Linked DNA regions of Sus scrofa: region 1 is linked to region 2. A link is a contact called in public HiChIP or PLAC-seq data. All regions are on one chromosome and are shown on one strand. Each heading gives the region's core, a stretch centred on a gene start, on an enhancer-like site or on the middle of the called end of the contact. The rest is flanking DNA. Distances are from core to core; before and after follow the strand shown.

What was found. HiChIP or PLAC-seq counts read pairs in DNA pulled down with a chosen protein or histone mark.
Region 1: a contact with region 2 is called in an H3K27ac HiChIP or PLAC-seq map of skeletal muscle. The contact joins the promoter of TEX30 here to the promoter of METTL21C in region 2. A contact is called at or near these places in 1 of 47 Hi-C or Micro-C datasets (subcutaneous adipose tissue) and 1 of 2 datasets of contacts at active chromatin or transcription factors (skeletal muscle).

Annotation. Positions count from the first base shown.
Region 1 is chr11:71,083,517-71,086,839 of Sscrofa11.1, reverse strand. It overlaps TEX30 (testis-expressed protein 30), which reads left to right and starts at 1,777. Exons shown (of 6, transcript XM_021065893.1): 1 at 1,777-1,920.
Region 2 is chr11:71,019,803-71,023,450 of Sscrofa11.1, reverse strand. It overlaps METTL21C (protein-lysine methyltransferase METTL21C), which reads left to right and starts at 1,811. Exons shown (of 4, transcript XM_005668522.3): 1 at 1,811-3,648.

The DNA.
Region 1 (3,323 bases), core at 528-3,027, 63 kb before region 2:
ACTTTGCAATTCAATGCTGGAGGGGGTGTGGAGAAAAAGGAACCCTCCTGCCTCATTAGTGGGAATGTAAGCTGGTACAACCACTATGGAGAACAGTACAGAGGTACCTTAGAAAGTTATACGTAGAACTAATATGACCAGCAATCCCACTCTTGGACATATATCCAGACAAAACTTTTCTTAAAAAAGACACATGCACCCACATGTTCCTTGTAGCACCATTCACAATAGCCAAGACATGGAAACAACCCAAATGTCCATCGACAGATGATTGGATTAGGAAGATATGGTATATATACACAATGGAATACTACTCAGCCATAAAAAAGAATAAAATAATGCCATTTGCAGCAACATGGATGGAACTAGAGACTCTCATGCTGTGAAGTAAGTCAGAAAAAGAAAGACATATCATATGACATCACTTATATCTGGAATCTAATATATGGCACAAATGAACCTTTCCACAGAAAAGAAAATCATGGACTTGGAGAATAGACTTGTGGTTGCCAAGGTGGAGGGGGAGGGAGTGTGGTGAATTGGGAGCTTAGGGTCAACAGATGCAAACTTTTTCCTTTGGAGTGGGTTAGCAATGAGATCCTGTACTGGGAACATAGTTAGCACCAGGAACTGTGTCTAGTCACTTATGATGGAGCATGATAATTTGAGAAAAAAGAATGTATACATGTATGTGTAACTGGATCACCAAGCTGTACAGTAGGAAAAATACTGTATTGGGGAAATAACAATTAAAAATATAAGAAAATAAAAGTCTAAATTTAAAAAAAAAAGTTTGTAATTCAAGAAAATGCTTGAGAAAAATGACAGTAAGTGGTTTTCTGCATTTTATTTCCTTCCATGTCCTGTGACAGAAAAGAAGGTGATTATAAACTGCCCTGGGCTTGGGGCAAGAGTCATTAATTCAAGGCAAATTGATTTGCCACTAATCATTCCATACACAGGAGATTCAAAATAAAATAACAACAATAAAGATGGCTGCCTTCTGTCCAGGAAGAAGACAGACAAGTTCATGGCATGCTGAGCGACTAGAGTAGAAGGATAGAAGTGCGCCTGAGATTAGGGAAGGCCTCACTGAGAAGGTGGTATGTGAGGCCCCGAGGAGTTCAGCTCCAGCCACTGAGGTCTTTTCAAAAACAGTGAAGAGCCAAAAGCCCTGCAGTGAGTCTGATGGGTTTGGCTATGAGACTAGTGAAGAGGTAGTAGTTGGAGCTGAAGGAGCCAGGGAACCGAGAATAGTAGGATATAGATAAGAGGTAAATCTAAAACCTTGGTCTTTGCAAGGCCTTCTTTAGCTTTGATTATGGGCGAGATGAGAAGCCTTTGAAAAGTGTTGAGGGGTGGGTGTAAGTTTTAACAGGGTCCAGCTGGCTGCTGCACTGATCAGTAGCAAAAAAGTGGGGGCAAGCGTGTGAACCATCCTATTCCAACAATCCAGGCAAAGCAGGAGGTGGGGCTCGGACGGGTCTTGTGGAAGTGTGAGAAGTAGTTGGGTCCTGTACACATTTGCAAGTCGAACAAACAGGACTATTGATGGTGGGGTTTGGCAAAAGAGAATAATCAGAGTCGACCCCGCGTGCAACTGCTGGAATGTAGAGGCTGGGACGGGAAAGCGTCCTGAGCAGAGGAGGTCGGGCAAGAGGAAGCGACTGAGGGCAATTCTCCCGCCCCGCAGGTCGGGGAGGAGGCGCAGCTGCAGCCGCGCGGGCAGCGGCGGGAAGACTCTCGTTCCCAGCGTGCTCCGCGCGCCCGGCCGCGCGCCCGGGGGGCGGGGCCTGCGCGCGCGTGCGCCGTAGCGGGACGCGCGGGCGGGTGCGGCAAGGCGGTCCCTTCGAGTGTGGTAGTTTGCTCCCTGAAGGGAGTCAGGGCGGTTAGGTGCTCGCGGCCACTTTCCCGTCCCCGGTAAGTGCGGCGGCGGCGGCGGCGGCAGCGGTTGGGGACGCCAGATGGGGATGGCTTCCGAGGGCCCCGGGGGCCTCCCGCGGACCCGTCTGAGGCGGCTCGGGTTAGCGGCCGTCGCCCCTCAGGGGCAGTTGGGCGGCCCCCTGAGGCGTTCGGCGTCGGTTCGCTCCCGCGGGCGGCGGCCGCTGGGGCTTCGCGATCGGGAGGCGGAATGTGGGTCGGTGCGGGCGGGGAGAGCCGAGCGGCTCCGGCCTGGGTCCCGCGAGGCGGCCTCGGAGCGGCGAGGGTCGCCCGGGCCCCGGCGACGGCCGCGGCGCAGCCCCGGGGCCGGTGGGCGGAATAGGACGCTCCTCGGGCGCCTTTGAGCCCCCAGCCCCGCGGAACCTCGCCTCGAGTTCCCCGTGTACGGCTTGGCGTTGTTGCGGACGCGGCCGGAGCATCGACCCCCCGGAGGACTTGAACTCTTAACGTCTGTGTTTGCCCCGCGATCCCCAACGTCCCGCCCCGACGTGGTCGGTAACGCCCAGGCGTTCTGCCAGCTGAAGGTTCCTGGGTTGGTGGCATCCGCAGTCACACAAGTCACTCTCGAAAACGCTCAGGACGTGGGCACACGACCCGGTACGATTGATCATCGCTGCCTCTCCCCCAGGGTGGTGGAGACGCTTCCAGCCCTGCCCCATCTGACCCTAAAGCCCGAGTTGTAACCTCGTCGGTCTAGACCACGTTCCAGTTCAGATTCCCAAGTAGTCCAGCTTGCGTGCACCGTTGTGAGCACACTGTCCGTCGTGAATTCTGGAAGGGGATGGAGTTTCCTTGAATAAAACAAACACCCAAGCTGTTGAGGAATAGAGAGTGGATAGAATGCACGTCCAATTTTACTCCCTCCTAAAATCTCGCTAACATTACCGTAAAGGGACACAGACCCGCAAAGAGGGAGAGAATATGGGGAAGCAAACAACAGCAAGAAAATACTGGGCTCCAGAAAGCAAGTGTCTTAGCAGATTGGCCACATTCTAAACCGTGGAAAAGTTCTATTTAAGCCACACACAGAGTCTTGGAAATGTGCAGAGACTGGCAGCCAGGGACACTTTGGGAACTGGCAGTGAAAGGCGCGGTGCTGGGGATGGATGAGAGGACTCCATGTCCACTCAGGTGAGGTCTAGATATCTGCATCTCCTTCCCCACATCACACTGTTGGTGACTGCTTCTCTCCCATTAGAAGCCAAGCAGGCTATTCTCTTGAGAACGTAAAACAGGTCTTTGCACCTGGGGACCCCAGGCACACTTATGAGGCTACAAGTGTGAAAACAGGGACAATGAAGACTGAAGTTCATCCTCCTACTCCTCCAACTTAAATCCCAGAACTTTTGCAGCCAGTCTAATACCCTTCGGGCTCAAATGTG
Region 2 (3,648 bases), core at 562-3,061:
TTACAAAGTTCTTTCCTATTGTGCCCAAATCCGCCTCCTGGGAGCTTACTCATCAGCCCGGCCCGCAGAGCCCGCCGAGCGCTAACCCCTCCCCGTGGGATGGCATTCCAACAATGTGACAGCCACTCCTGTGTCCCCCACCCTCCAGATGGACAACCACTAACGCCACGCGCTGCAGACACACAGCTAACAGTTGTCAGTCGGGGGCGTTCTAACTTCTAGGCTCTTTCTTAGACTGTTGAACTAGAATTTCCAGGGGCCTGGAGTCTGCCTGCTTTAAGGTTTCTAAGGAATTCCGAGGTAGCCTGTCTCTAGTCCAGTATTTAGGAACCTCGGATTCACTTACGCCAGGTCCAGGCAGTAGAGTTCTGATTTATTTCCTAAAGCAGCAACCGAAAGGATGGTTTTTGAAGAAAGTCTGAAAAGGAAACCCTTAAAACAATAGAACATTCCACAGGAGGTCAAAGAGATACACATTGCTATCCACTTTAATTTTCAGTCAAATAGCTTTTATAAGCTTTATCCAAAAAAAGCCTAGAAGTTGACACCCAGAAATGTTGGTCAGGCTTCCTTCCTCAGAGAGTGGATGCAAGGAGGGAGAATCGAGACTTTTTTCTCCAGAGTTCTCGTTGTGGCGCAGTGGTTAACGAATCCAACTAGGAACCACAAAGTTGCGAGTTCGATCCCTGGCCTTGCTCAGTGGGTTAAGGATCCGGCGTTGCCGTGAGCTGTGGTGTAGGTCGCAGACGCAGCTCGGATCCTGCGTTGCTGTGGCTGTGGCTGTGGCTGTGGCCGGCGGCTACAGCTCCGATTCGACCCCTAGCCTGGGAACCTCCACATGCTGCGGGAGCGGCCCTAGAAAAGGCAAAAAAAAACAAAACAGAACATTTTTCTTCTTTGTCCTTTTCTCCATTTTAAAGCATACGGAATGAATGTAGGTGTGTGTAAACACACACACATGTATCCATATGAACTGCAATCTGTTGCTAGAGTTCTGGGTGAAACTGTCCTGCCGACCATCTGTCCGCTGTTTCTCATAAGGATGACGACGACCAGCAGAAAGGAGTCAGAAGCGCAGGACACCGTCACAGGACTGGACCGCTGGGGGAATAAGAAAGCATTCGAATGGCAGATTTGGAAAAGACTCCAGGCCACCTCTCTTCATTTCAAGGAGTGGGAAAGAAGATAGTCCCGGGGCCACAGCAGGTCCAGGTGAAGATCTGGAGTTAAATACCAACTCTCCTCACAGTAGCCGAGACATTGGAACAACCTAGATGTCCATCCACAGATGACTGGACTAAGAAGTGTGGTACATGTACAAGACAGAATACTACTGAGCCATAAAAAGGAGCAAAACAATGCCATTTGCAGGCTTGGATGCAACTAGAGTTTAAAAAACTAAAAAAAGTAAGTCAGAGAGAGAAAGACAGATACCTTATGATATCACTTACATGTGGAATCTCAAATATGGCACAAATGAACTTACCTACCAAACAGAAACAGACTCGCAGACGTGGAGAGCAGACTTGTGGTTGCCAAGGGGGAGGGGGAGGGAGAGGGATGGCCTGGGAGTTTGGGGCTAGTAGATGCAAACTATTACCTTTAGAATGGATGAGCAATGAGGTCCTGCTGTACAGCACAGGGAACTCTATCCAGTCTCTTGGATAGACCATGATGGAAGATAGTATAAGAAAGGAAATGTAGGTATATGAATGACTGGGTCACTTTGCTGCACAGCAGAAGTGGGCACAACATTGTAAATCAACTATACTCTAATTTAAAAAAAGACACAGAGTTAAAAGAAATGAACTAAAAAAAAGAAAAAAGAAAAAAAAAGACAGCAGAGAAGAGAGCCCCAAAGTTGGGTTTTAAAAAAAAGGCTCTTATATCTGCTCAGGCTAAATCACTCCCTCAGCTCACTGGGTAAGCATGGTCCCTCATCAGTGTAAAGGATTATTTAATTCTCGTTTGCCTAAGGCTTTAATTTACACGCCTATACTCTATTTTATCGGTTTCAAGACTTCCCAAATGAGCATCCAATTTTCCTTCGTTTTTAACTGCCCCTCATTTCAACTGAGTCCATTACAACGGCTGGCTTTTTTTCCTGGGTGGCATTTTCTGGTTTCCTGTTCACTGCTGCCCAACTAAATACCCCATATGTGACTTTAAGCCCTTGACTCACATTGCCTCTGTGGATAGATAGACCTTCTCTGGTCCTCTTCTCCGGAGAGTCTTACGTTATTTCTGGCTGCTAGCATCAGGGTCCAGGGCAGAGTCCACGGCGGGCATGCCCTTGCCTTCGGCCACAGGAGTTGCGCTAATGAACACAGTGTGTCAGTCTGTACAAAACCCCAGGTATCCACCCCGCTTCCCTTTAGAGTAGAAGAAGTTTACATTTCAACCACATCACAGCCACTGGCTGTCAAAGAGGACAACCTCTGTTCTGCTGGAGCGATTTTCTGGATCTACTGAGAGCGATTTCATTTCATGTCACAAGAATGGGGTGTGTGTGTGTGTGTGTGCGTGTGTGTAAGAGAGAAAATTGAGAATTGAGAAGGAGATAGAGAGAGAGGAACTTCTAGCAAAGTAGCGTGTGTCTGGCTACTGGTGGGTAATGCTACTGTAAATAACTTGAACTTCCACTGGCTGGCCCTTGGTCATAAAATGCTAAGCCTTTCAGGTGCAGATCTATATAAAACATTGAGGGTTAGAGGGTGCACAGGGATCTCCAATCTCTTCTGCCACCCAAGGTAAAGATAGGTTTTAAACTAACAATTTGGAATTACTTTGAGACTACTAAGGAGGAGTCATTCTCAGAACTTCCCAGTTCTTTGCTAAATACTAACCTCTGATACAGATCACGCGCTGTGCTTGCTAACAGTCGACACTAGACCGGTGATTGGAGTTACTGTCTAAGTAGCTCTGGGGAAAAAACTAGTTTCTCACGTCGGCTCTAATGATGGGGGAGGGAGTCATTTCATTTCACAAGGAAAAGTACTACGTGTCATTGAACTGAAAACAGTTCTCCTTTCCTTGTGTGCAAAATGAAGAAATGTCTCACACGGAATTCAGAGTCCCAGGGTGTTGGGGGGGTGTCCCGAGTGCTGTATAACCTGACGACTGACTGGCTTTGGAGATGAAAATAACAATTGCTACTGTATGGTGATTAATTTTGTATTGATACTGTGTTATGAGAGGCTCTGTCTGCATGGCTTAATTCTCTTAATTCCTACAATGGTGAGGGAGGAGTCACCTTATCTATGTGTTCGACAAAGACTGCACATGGCAGAGCCAAGATTCAAACAGGGGGACCCCTCACCACCGGGCTGAGGGGTCTGCCCCGAAGATGCCCGAGGTGCTCACAACCCATCAGCTGTTGTTTAGGGAACAACGAACTTCCTGGTTGGGGCCAAGTTGAAAAGGAGCAACTAAGTATCTGCAGAACAAACTTCTTGAGTTGGCGCATTGGGATAAATATTTGATTTTAGAGCCAGTGAAAATGCTACCTGACTTTCAGGGCAACCTCCTTTGTTTGAAATCCTGTTGCGTGTTCATGTGGGGGGCATGCAACCCTCCAGGCATGGAGTCGTTAGTCCTGCTGTGGCTGGTGTGGCAGGTTGCTCTCCCCATGTGGCTGAAACAACATGA